2 separate regions of the Gossypium hirsutum genome follow, and region 2 is linked to region 1. A link is a contact called in public Hi-C data. All regions are on one chromosome and are shown on one strand. Each heading gives the region's core, a stretch centred on a gene start, on an enhancer-like site or on the middle of the called end of the contact. The rest is flanking DNA. Distances are from core to core; before and after follow the strand shown.

Evidence for each region. A called contact is a pair of places that touch in the nucleus more often than the background predicts.
Region 2: a contact with region 1 is called in a Hi-C map of leaf, with 1.7 times the contacts expected there. The contact joins the promoter of LOC107929664 here to the promoter of LOC107929673 in region 1. A contact is called at or near these places in 2 of 34 Hi-C or Micro-C datasets (both in leaf).

What each region holds. Positions count from the first base shown.
Region 1 is chrA08:106,462,221-106,468,804 of Gossypium_hirsutum_v2.1, reverse strand. It overlaps LOC107929673 (cationic amino acid transporter 9, chloroplastic), which reads left to right and starts at 2,508. Exons shown (of 8, transcript XM_016861165.2): 1 at 2,508-2,848; 2 at 2,943-3,355; 3 at 3,584-3,760; 4 at 3,917-4,141; 5 at 4,324-4,500; 6 at 4,954-5,190; 7 at 5,424-5,513; 8 at 5,656-6,056. The coding sequence starts at 2,605. The coding sequence ends at 5,799.
Region 2 is chrA08:107,086,695-107,093,278 of Gossypium_hirsutum_v2.1, reverse strand. It overlaps LOC107929664 (protein transport protein SEC31 homolog B), which reads left to right and starts at 2,450. Exons shown (of 22, transcript XM_016861153.2): 1 at 2,450-3,031; 2 at 4,063-4,117; 3 at 4,228-4,350; 4 at 4,539-4,635; 5 at 4,719-4,755; 6 at 4,873-4,978; 7 at 5,063-5,120; 8 at 5,575-5,672; 9 at 5,793-5,912; 10 at 6,246-6,288. The coding sequence starts at 2,715.

The DNA.
Region 1 (6,584 bases), core at 1,259-3,758:
CCACATATGAATAAATTAGATAGTCCGTGGGGTAATAAAAAAAAAACCTCTCCACCTCACTTGAGACCTAATACCTAGTAATATATATGGTTAGATAAATAAATATTTGATGTTAATGTTGAAATAAATTTATAAATCCTAATTATTATAATTCATTAATAGTAATTGCATCATCAATTATAATTTATAAACCATAACTAATATAATGATAAATATTTTTTTAAAATATAATCATTTTAATTTTAATCTATTATATATTTTTTAAATATTTTATTTTATTTTCTATACTAAATAATACATGGAAAGAAAATTACTTATTCTTTCTATTTTTTTCACTTTCCTATCAAATACACCTATAAAAAAAATTATATATATATATATATATATTTTTGTACCATTTCAATTTTCTTTTTCACTCTACTAAGTAATACTAAGTCTAACGTGAAAGGTGTTGGAGTTTATATTGTTGCAGACTCAATGGTCAAACGGAGTCTAAATACAAATAGCAGAATCCTTACTGAGGAAGACCTCAGTTGAGAGTGCTAATGGCTAATGTCATAAAGCTGGCCTCTCTTCTCAATGTTATTGTTTTGGGTCTCTTTATTTTCATTGTATAGGGCATATGCCCTTATTCAATTTAAATCACCCATTGAAAATATATACGCAATATAATTAGGTAAAAGTATTATTAACCTATATTAAAAATTGAATTGCATTTATCGATTGAGTCTTAATTCCATTGGCATTGATATTATTATCAATGCAGAAGGACGTAAGTTTAAGTGTGTTGAATTGTATTATCCTCCTATTTAGAGATTAGGGAAAGACTATATGTAGTTTTAGGTATTGTATTAAAAAGAATAAATATGATAAAAATTTATAATGAGATTAATGTATTTTGTACTTTTCACTTAAAACGTAGATAAATTAGTCTCTGCACGTTAAATAAATCAATAAATTGATCATTTTATTAAAAATTCATCCAATTATACAATTAAATGTTGACATAGCAACATTTAAAAAAAATTACAAGAAATACTAAAAGTAAACAAACTTTTTATAATTGTTTAAAAAAAACTACATCTATGATGAACCTAAACAAATAAATATAAAAATTATTAAAAATATGTAAAAAATTATCAATAATATAAGAAATTATTAAAATTATTAAAAATAATGAAAACTTATACTTTATAATAATTATACAAATTATTTAAGAAACTACTCTAATAAACCTGGACAATTGTTTGTCAGATTTATTTTGAATATTTTTCTAATATATTCTTAATATTTTTTATAATTTTATAATTATTTAAAAAATCACATGGACATGAGTTGTCAAATAATTGTTTAAAAATTTATCTATATATATATATTTTACTTTTAAATATTTATTGATATGGCGAAATATTACATCAATATGAAAATATGTGGCATGTCACGTGTTGTTTTACTTATTGCTTCATTAACTACATTATCATTTATTGATAAAATGAATAAAATTTTTAATAAAAGAAATAATTTATTGTTTGTTTTAAATTATATAAACTATATTTGATTCCTAATAAATAATTAAAATAGTGTTTATCTGATTTACATGGTTCAACCGTCTCATAATATTTGTTTTCTGAAAACAAAACTTACGAATAGGATTCCTATCTTAATTTAGTGAAAAAGAATATCACCATATTAAACCAGTGGAGCATTATTTTTCTAGAAATTTTATCACATATAAATGCGTGTGAAAATAATATATTTAAAATATATACGTATTTATATATAATAAGCAATAAAACATATAGTTTAAAATTGATTAATTATAATTATACATAAAATATATATGATATTGAAATAAAAATTTATATTAAATTATGAGTAAAACGAAATTTAAATACATAAATATAGAAAACAAAATTTAATCATAATACTAAATGCATTACAATTATTTATCATGATTTTGTCATCAATTGTGAATTAGTATTGAGTTGACTTTTAACACCAACACAATTAATAACATTGTTAATATATACAATTGGTGGAGATGATAAATTGTGGATATTAAAATAAAAATGGATAAAATATATTAAAATGTAACTTTGATTGAATGATAAATTGAATATTTTACTAATTCAATTAGTACGAGTTCAAATCTTATTATAGACATATATTTATTGATTTTTATTATAATATAAAGACTAAAATACAATTAAATAATATAACTTATTTTAATTATGAAATGATATTTTTATAAATTTTCTAATTAAATTAATGTCCGATGACTTGTAACACCAAATAAGTTTATTAAAAATTAAATAAAATATTAACTCCCTTATTCTTAAACTAATTATTTTTAACGATATCCTGCAGTGATTTTCGTTTTTTGTTAATTAAGAAAATGGAAAGAAAAAGAAAGAAAAAAAGATTCCGATTTTTAAAAAAAGGGGGAATATCTTGATTGTTTTCCGAGAAGAAATATATGAGCAAAAATGTATGGCTAATTTCGAGCCGCTATATCCATACCTAACCCCGTTGAATTTTCAGACACTATAAATAAGATGAATGCCAGCGTGACACAAACTACTGGCATCCTTCTTTCGCACCTTTATGGCCTCAACCATGGATGATAGCCGTCACAAAGACGCCACCTCCTCATCTACTTGTTTCTCTCACTTTTGCTCTTCAGCTCTTAGAGCCAAGACCCTCAAGTCATCCTCCTCCACTAACAATTCTAGCGATGGCCTTATCCGCCGTCTCGGCGTCTTCGATCTCATCCTACTCGGCGTCGGCGCCTCTATCGGTGCCGGCATATTCGTTGTCACCGGAACCGTCGCTCGTGATGCCGGTCCAGGTCCGCTCCAATTCTTTACTTTTTGGTTCTATTGGATCGCAGATATCGTTTCTGCTTTAGATTTTGTTGCGATTTTCTGAATCTGTTTTTGCAGGAGTGACTATTAGTTTCATACTCGCGGGAGCATCGTGTGTGTTGAACGCGTTGTGCTACGCGGAGTTAGCTTCACGGTTTCCCGCCGTAGTCGGAGGCGCGTACTTGTACGCGTACACGGCCTTCAATGAAATTACGGCTTTCCTTGTATTCATGCAATTAATGTTGGATTATCATATCGGAGCAGCTAGTATTGCCCGTAGCTTAGCTAGCTACGTGGCTACCATTTTCGAGCTCATCCCTGCTTTGAAAGGAAACATACCTCCCTGGGTTGGTCATGGTGGTCAAGAATTCTTTGGAGGAACTTTGTCTATCAATATCCTGGCTCCGATTCTTCTTGCCGTGTTGACTGTTATCCTCTGTCTTGGTGTTGGAGAATCTTCTGCTGTTAATTCTTTCATGACTGCAGCCAAGGTACCCTCCTTTCAGGACTTCGTTTGTTTTCTATATTCTGATTATACCCGTTTTTCCTTTTTCTGAGAGTAAAAAAGGACAAAGATTGTACTCGGATACAAAAATCAACAAGATTTGTGAATAATTAAAAGTTAACATTTGGCCTTTGGTGAAAGGAAGAAACAGAGGGGGAGGAAAAAAGTGAAATGGGAGTGATTGTAACTGATTTCCGCATTAACTGTGTTGCAGGTTGTCATCGTTATTTTTGTCATTATTGTTGGATCTTTCAAAGTTGATGTAGATAATTGGTCTCCTTTTGCTCCCAATGGTGTTAAACATATATTTACGGGAGCAACCGTAGTATTCTTTGCATATGTTGGATTTGACGCGGTTGCTAATTCTGCTGAAGAATCAAAGAGACCTCAGGTAATCTTATTTTGAAAGCAACTCAATGTCTTGTCATTCAAAGTATTGTAATTTATGTTACTATGCTTTATCTTGTATTGTATTGTTTTATAGTGTCTGCATGTTATTTGTAGTTTCATTCTTTATATCTTCTCTGTTTTAATTTTGATATTTCAGCGTGATTTGCCAATCGGAATTTTGGGAAGTCTGCTTGTATGTGTTATTTTATACGTTGGTGTTTGCTTAGTGCTCACCGGGATGGTACCTTACAACCTCCTTGGCGAGGATGCTCCTTTATCTGAAGCGTTTACATCCAAGGGTTTGAAATATGTTTCTATTTTGATCAGTATTGGAGCTGTTGCTGGGCTTACAACAACCCTTCTAGTTGGTCTATATGTCCAGGTGAAATTTCAATGGTTTCTGTTATGTGGTTATGTCCTTATTGAGTGGCATGTTCCCAGTGCACGTGATGAAATGCTTTGTCTGAGCAGCTGTTGGTCTTTATGTCAAATTTCTATGTATTTGTTATATCCTTATTGAGTAACATGTTTCCAGTTTACATGATGGAGTGTTTCTCTGAGCAGTCTCGCTTATATCTTGGGCTTGGAAGGGACGGTTTACTGCCTTCGATATTTGCTAAAGTGCATCCGATACGCCACACACCTATTCATTCTCAAATCTGGGTCGGTATCATTGCTGCTGTTTTGGGAGGGCTGTTTAACGTGCATATACTATCACACATTCTTTCAGTTGGCTCACTGGTAGGCCATTTCTTTTCCTTTTTCTGTGAAGTCTTTGCTCTATATTTGCTTAATCATATATGGTTATCAAGTTATCACAGTTTTAGATCTGGAACTACTACTGATTGGACAGTTAGTAACCAAAAACAAGTATCTACAAGGGGTAACCTACTTCAGCATATTGTGCATTTCCTAGTATCATCTGTAGGTCATCGAAGTAGTCTATTTTCAGCTTCAGATGAAAGCAGATCAGTATCTGCAGAACTTTTATTTGCTAATAACTTTTAACCATAGAGTGTATACTCTGGCTTCTGTCAACATCCTGTAATGTGTAGAAGTGCATGTATTGGATGGTCATGAGTTCAAAGGAAAGTACCTGCATAAATTAAGTTGATGTTTTGAAGGAACAAATGCATTTAGATGTGTATAATTGCGAATGACATGCACCTCACTTTATACTTTGATTTGTTTCAGACAGGCTATTCTGTTGTTGCAGCCTGTGTTGTAACGCTTCGCTGGAAAAATAACACCGGAAATCGAGTTTCTTCAAAGTGCATCTCAACCTGGTGTGAAGGTGTCCTATGTATTTTCCTAGTGGCATGCTGTGGTTTTGCTGCTGGAGTTCTTTATCGTTTTGGCACTCACTTTATTTTTATGATTGTTGCGGTGGTTATAGCCATAATGGCTTGTGCTGCTCTTTGTTTCCGTCAGGTGAATGAATTTATCTATACATAAATTTGATTTCTACTTTTCCTTTCCAATGCCAGGAAAAAGGGAGTGTTTATTGATATACATATGGTGTTAATGGTGTTCAATGTTAAGATTGATTGCGCTTTTGGCTATTTACAGCGCACATGCTGGCTTTCTGCTTGGTTTAACATGACCAGCTGAATTGGTAAACCTCTTAATATGATTTTTTGAACCCATTAATGCACTCTTCTCAGGCTTATTCAGATCCTCCAGGGTTTTCTTGTCCATGGGTTCCGATTGTGCCATCTGTTTGCATCTTTTTCAACATATACCTGTTTGCTCAGGTATGCCTGCAAAATGCCCTCACTACAATCCTTTTGAATTAGTGCATTGAATTTGTGTAACCAATTCATAAAGGAGTTAAAATTCGAAGAATTTATAGACCAAAGCCGGCTGGTGTTAATTACCCTATTTTTTTTGGCACAGTTGCACTATGAAGCGTGGATCAGATTCATCATCCTCAGCATAGTATCTGTAGGTATTTATGCATTTTATGGACAGTATCATGCTAATCCCCGTTTAGATGAGACAATTATTTACCATATGGCGCCTGAAGAAGATAGACACTGAGCATTAATGTACAGTCACCAATAGTTATTGGTGGGACTTGTAGTCTATCATCCTATTATTGCACAATCAGCTTATAAAATTATTAGTGATCATAGATGTAGATTTCTATTAGAAAATGTTGGCATCTCTGCTGACTAATAAACAAAGTGTATTTACACGGTCTTCTCTACAGTACATTTAATTTCTTACCAACTAGGTAGGTTCTCCTCGAGCTGTCGTTTTTACAACTGTTAAGATACAGATTAATTTGTGGATCATTGACTTCTTGTGGTGTTTGACTGTTCTACAATGCATACATTTATGTCACATGGCTAGAATTTTAGTTTCGTAAGCTACGTGGTTGCTTCAAATCCACTTAAGTTCGCCTACCTCTTGAAAATGAAAATTCAAAAGTAAAATTCTCTATGACATCCAAATAAAGTGAAAGTAATTCAGAAAGACAAAGGGATTTGAATCAAATAGAAATGCCATGAGAAAATTATAGCACACCAAGTGTTTGAATAAATATTCTCTAATGTATTTTATAACTCTAAATAAAAATAATAGGATTATTACTAATGAAAGAGGAAGATTTTATTTATAGTTGAGTTCTTTAAGATCTAATAGTAAATATCGGATTACATCGATAACTAAAATTAGTGTCTATCTACAAATTGAGAGTCTAATGGATTTAAACTCTATACATTTTTATTTATTAGAATTTACAATAATTATCTCGTTAATTCTAATTTTATTGGAGTGATTCACCAATTCATCAAGCAATCAAGTAGATGGGTTTTTTCATA
Region 2 (6,584 bases), core at 1,201-3,700, 620 kb before region 1:
AGTATCTTTCAATTTGCAGCTTGAAATTATTTATTTATCACATAATATTAAATTTAGTTCTTAACATTTACATCTTTTATTAATTTAGCTCTTATTTTTTGAGTTAAATTTAGCATTCAATCTTTTAAAGAATCAAATTTGGCCATCTACGGCAACTTGCATGAAAATTCACGTATATTTCATGCTATTCCTTTTTAAATTTTTATGAAATTTTTATATTTTTAATTTTATTTTATTTTATAAATTTTAAATTATTTGTTCATATGATATATAAGATAAATAATATTATGTTAACATAATGTGCACATGAACTACCATTCGAGTTGCCAAGCCAATAACATTTAAAAATTACTGTTTTAAAATCATTTTCTTTAAAAAAAATAATTTGACTCTTTCGCGAAATTTAACTTTAAAAAAGTAAAGAATAAAAGGCAAATTGTTAGAAAATGTAAACAGTGAGCGTAAATTTATGATTATGCCTTCGTGAAAGATCTCTTTCATAATTGTTACTTAACTATTTAATTAATTGCAATAATTGGGTTATTGAGTCGCCTAAAATAGTATTGCGTATGGCCTTTTGGATTCTAAACAGGATTTCGTTTTGAGCTCAGTCCCTAGCCCAAACAAAGACCAAACCACATTAGGTAAAGGGCCTTTTTGGTCTTTTAAGCTACTTAATGTTAAAAGTGGATCCATGTGTCATGTCCTGATTCGCCAACGAAACGCATAGACATTTCTTTCGGTTAAAGTACTTGAGAGAGTCCCTATATTATAGGGTATGGATCAAATTAGTTCAATTTAGTCCCTATACTATTAAAAACAATCAAATAAATCCAAATTGTAACATAGTTAATATTTATTGTATAAAAAATATCTTAAAAATTATTTTTATTACAGTTTAATTTCAAACAAAAAAATTTATTTATAATATCATAAAAACTTTAAAAATATTAATTTTGTTAAACAATAAATGATAATTTTTAAACAATAAATATTAAATCTATTCTAAATTTAATCTTGAGAGACTAATTTAATCATGTCCTTATAATATAAGGAACTCTTAACTACATCCACCTATTTTTTCCCTCCAATGCCAAGGGAGAAGGCTTAAATATGTCAAAAGTCTTATACTCTTCAAAATTTAAAATTTAATTTTTAAACTTTAATTTTGAGACGTATTTTTTTATCAAAAAATCTTTGTCCTCATTTAATCTTGAAATTAAAATTAACAATGTCAAAAGTAAAATAATTTTCTTAGCCCTCAATATTTACTATTTTTTTAATTTGGTCCTTACCTTTTAAATATATATAAAAATTTTAAAAAATAAAATTTTTCATATTTTTAATAAAAATAAAAATTTATATTTTCAAAAATCACAATTTCTAAAAAAACTAAAAATTATAAAAAAATCTTTCAAAATTAAATATAAAATATAAAAATGATTTTAAAAATATAAACATAAATTCCAAAATCCAATGTTATTTAAATTGAATTGCACTAGCCAGGTAGACTAAGAACTATTGGGGTATCAGTCTAGTGTGAGGTAAAAACTTGATTGACCTACGAACCAATACAAATTGGTTGAAACAAGCTAAAGAATCAATTAAATTAGTAGTTGAATCGATTTCAAACTAGTTTAACCAGTTGGTTCTCAAAATAACCAATCAAACTGTTTTAATGTAAATGAATTATTTAAAAGATATTAAAAAATTTTGTGTGGCTTAATGAAGCCCCATTATTTGTCTGATAATTCAAAAGTTTGAACTGTATAAGAACTAGAAAAATGAATGAAAATGGAAAATTAGGTGTCGAAAGAGCCACTCTTTATGGGTTATTTTGAAAAGGGAAGAAGTGGTGGGGGTTGGTTGACGATGGCTGGAAGATGAGGAGGAAAACGAAAGAGGTTTAAGAGACGTGATTTCGGTGGTGATTGGATGGTATAATAGGACACCACGTGACGACATGCGATTGGCCAGCACTATCACATCAGTAAAAATTTAACGTCGTTGGTCTCGAGTATAAATTTAGTTGACGGAAAAAAAGTTTGGATACCAATTTAGGACAAAAAACCATAAATATCAATCTGAAAGAAGTAGACAAATTTGGATATTAATTTTATATTTAACCCATAGATATCAAATCAAATTTACGATTTTAATTTTTTATTTTGCTATACCTATTACAAGCCTCCTTATCTTCGTTTATATAATCATGTTGACATATATATATTATTGTATTAAAGTGGAAAAGGTATTTAAAAAATTGATGAAAATGTAATTAAATAATGACATTATAAAACTTGAGATTATTTCAAATTAAAGTAAAAGAAAAAGTAAAAGGATTAAATTTTAAAATTAAGTATAAAAGAGGACTAAAAGTAAATTTGACCAAATATAAATATCAGAAATTGCCGAAAAGAGAAAAATAAAATAAAAATGAAACCACTCACTATGTGTTCGCTCATTAAATCTCCTTTTGCCTCGTCGATTCCCCTCCCTCTCTCTCTTTCTCTTCTCTTTCTGAATTTCCAAAATCGGATCAAATCCTAATTGTCCAAATTCTCATCGTTTTAATCCAAATCAGATCACATTTCAATTCACATATAGGCGCTGATAATCGTTATTCGATCTTTGTTCATTTTCTCACTGTATCTACAGATAAATTGATAGGCATTTTGGGGGATAAGGAACCGTAAAACTTACATTTAATCCTAATGGCGTGTATAAAAGGGGTGAACAGATCGGCGTCAGTGGCACTGGCGCCGGACGCGCCCTACATGGCTGCTGGGACGATGGCCGGAGCGGTGGATCTATCCTTCAGTTCATCGGCGAATCTCGAGATCTTCAAGTTTGATTTCCAGAGTGACGATCTCGAGCTCCCCGTTATAGGCGAGTGCCCAAGCTCAGAGCGGTTTAACCGCCTAGCTTGGGGCAAGAACGGATCCGGTTCCGATGAGTTTTCTCTCGGACTCATTGCTGGTGGCCTCGTTGATGGTAGCATCGATCTTTGGAATCCTTTAAAATTGATCCGGTAAATTGAATTTGTTTGTGCTTACATTGTATTTAGCTAATTGGCTTTAAATTCGATTGAACTGGAAATGACTTTCAATTAATTGGGCATTTTTTTTTCTATTAGTTAACTGGATTATATTGTTGGTTTTAAGTGTAAAGTGTTGCATGGATGGGAATATGTTGTGGCTTTCTAGCTACTTGGGATTATATTGTTCTGTTACCTAAATGGCATTGACACATTTCTGATGTGAGCATCTCTAATTTTCTGGCTACTTCGAGGCTACAGTATTTTATGTTTGATTTAGTAGTACTGTGCCCTTGATTTGTGAGTTCTAGATACTTGTTGTAACTGTATTTTGATGACTGGTTGGTTGAAATTTGAAATTGACTCTGGATGACTTGTTATTTGAAATTTAATTCCATGTTCAATTTTTATTGCTTTATTTGTTCTTGGAGCTGGAATAAGTTGGATAAAATGAATGTTAATTCTTTGTGCCTGACTTCTCATCTTTTTGACAGGCATGATTTGCATTTTCTTTCACGTGTCAATGATATTCTTGGGCTGTTAGGTATCATAGTTAATGATAATTGGAGGTTCATTGATTAGATCAAAATATACTCATATTTGTTGTGTTCTGTTCCCGTGTTTGTACAGCATATGAATCATATTGTTTGTTTTGTGTAGGGTTATGACTGGATGATATATAGAATGTGGTTAAACGGCGGGAAACCTTTTTATTTCTTGATATTGGCTTTCAGGTTACATTTGTACCATGCTGTATTTTATTAGATGCTAAGAGTAGCAAAAGGTTAGCATTATCTTTTGGGAGAATTTTCCCCCTATTTAACTGGTTTTTGATTGGGACCCTTTGTTGCGGAAGTAGCAACTTTTTATCTGTTCCTATAGGGGGGTTGTTTTCTAGATGATTGGATTTGATTACTTTCATATTTCTCTTTTCAGAATATCTGTGCTATTTTTATTAGTTTCGTTTTTTTTTTGGGTGCTATATATGATTAAATGGTAGTAATTTTCGTGCTTCGTATCCCCAGCTCTGAGGCAAATGATCAAGCTCTTGTTGGACATCTTTCAAGGCACAAAGGGCCTGTGAGTTTCTTTTTTCTGTAATAAATGCTTGACCACAATACGTGACTTTTTTTGTCAAGCATTTGGAGATTGCATGTTATGTTACTTCTATTCTTTTCCCCATCTTTCAGGTTCGCGGTCTCGAATTCAATGCAATTGCTCCAAACTTGTTAGCATCTGGGGCAGATGATGGTGAAATTTGCATCTGGGATCTGGCAGCACCTGCACAACCCTCTCATTTTCCGCCTCTTAAGGTATGTGCCTCCTCCTCTGTATTCATGTTGTCTTTACTGTAGCAAGCTTGCCTTTTTAATATATACGCTTTGTTCAGCTGGATATCAGTCTGACCCCCCCCCCCCTTTTTCCCTCTGCATTCCAAAAAGATGGAAGAAAATGTATGGAGGCGTCTGATATATATATATATTGGTTTTTAATCATGCAGGGTAGCGGTTCTGCTTCTCAAGGTGAAATCTCATATCTGTCTTGGAATAGCAAGGTTCAACACATATTGGCATCAACTTCATACAATGGAACAACTGGTGAGTAAATGACATACACTAGACTATTTGTCTTGTCATTTAAGCTTAGGCAGGAAGATAATATTTATGGTTTCATTTTCCAGTTGTTTGGGACTTGAAGAAGCAAAAACCAGTGATAAGGTAAATTTCATGTTATCTACCAAGAGAAAATTTTCTGGGTGTTTGCATGTTGCTTCCGTTTTGATGTGGCACAACATTTGGCCTAATCTGCCTCCCCCCCCCCCATTTCTATTGCAGTTTTGCAGATTCAATAAGAAGGCGATGTTCTGTTTTGCAGTGGCATCCTGATGTTGCCACTCAACTTGTTGTTGCATCTGATGAAGATGGTTCACCAACGCTTAGAGTAATGATCTTGTAGACTATATTTGCTTCTATTGAGGATTACCATTTGTTGGGAATTTGTTAATTTCTGATATTTTTCCAACAGCTTTGGGACATGCGAAATATAATGTCACCAGTGAAGGAGTTTGCAGGGCACACAAGAGGTAATGGTGCTTGACAAGTTGATGCATTGTTTTAAACTTGCTGATAATGTTATCTTTCTTTACTTTTGGATGTTTGTTTCTGTATTTGATGCAAGAATTATATGCTATTGATTATTTTCAATTTTGCTTTTCTCACTTTCTCTAGAACTGAAAAGCAGTTGCCTGAAATATTTTCTCAATAAGAATGGCAATTACACTGGAAGGGCTAAATTATTGCTAAACTTTTTCGTTTTGAGCTGATAGTAGACCATAGAATATGAAATGCATGTAATTAGCTTACCAAGGTTGGACTAATAATTATATATTAAGATTGCGTAGGTGACCCACAGCCTCAGTCAGTAGGGATCCATGATAAATTTAGGATTTCATCACTTTTCTTGTACAGGGCATTTGTTGTTCAATTTTTCTGATACTTATCCATCTCCCTTTTCCGTTTATGCATCTATTGTTCCAGGTGTAATTGCAATGGCATGGTGTCCCTCTGACAGCTCTTATTTACTCACATGTGCCAAAGATAATCGGACTATTTGTTGGGATACAGTAACTGGAGAGGTGGGTAAATGAGTTAATTATTGATATATGTTTTAGGCTTTCCTTTTGGCTATCTGTGTGTTATTTTTATCAAACAAGTATATCTTGAATTATGTTTTTTTTTTTTCTTTTGGGGAATAGGCTGTCTGTGAATTGCCTGCAGGTACCAACTGGAACTTTGATGTGCACTGGTATCCGAAGATACCTGGAATAATATCAGCATCTTCATTTGACGGCAAAATTGGCATTTACAATATTGAGGTGTGACCGTGTTTAAGTTTCTTTCCTTTCATAATCACATTTTTTTAAACAAAAATTTCTTAGCAGTTGGAAATATGTATGATAGGTCAATTGCAATCTGTTTATCATTATCATTATCATTATCATACACTTGTTTTGGGATGGCATTTTATGTATCTTGTGGGAACTGTTCTTTCTTAATTTATGTGGCAAAATTTTGAAGCTTATAGTTCTTGCTGGCTTGTTCAAGAAAAAGATACTTGTCCAGTATCAACAATTTTGCCTCTCAGAACTCTTTCTTCCTTGGACCCTAGATGTAACACTTTTGGGTAATTTTTTTCCTTTATTTTGCAGGGCTGCAGCCGATATGGTGTTGGGGACAGCGATTTTGGTACAGGTAATCCATGTTTTTATCCTGATATTTATATGTTTGACTGTAGCAGTTGGTTTGGTAGCCTTCAGTTTGATTCTGGTAGAAATATCCATGTTTTCCATGTATGATTGTAGACTGGGTTGGGTACGCCTGTATTGAACTTAGTGCCCATAGCATATCTGTACATGTATATATTATGTATATATGACATCTTTATCAATGTTTGACCTTAGTGCTCTTAAGCTTTGGTAGTGCAGGAGAAACATACTGATGACTGCCAATATAAGTTGGGGAATATAGGTGGACATTGGTCAACTCTG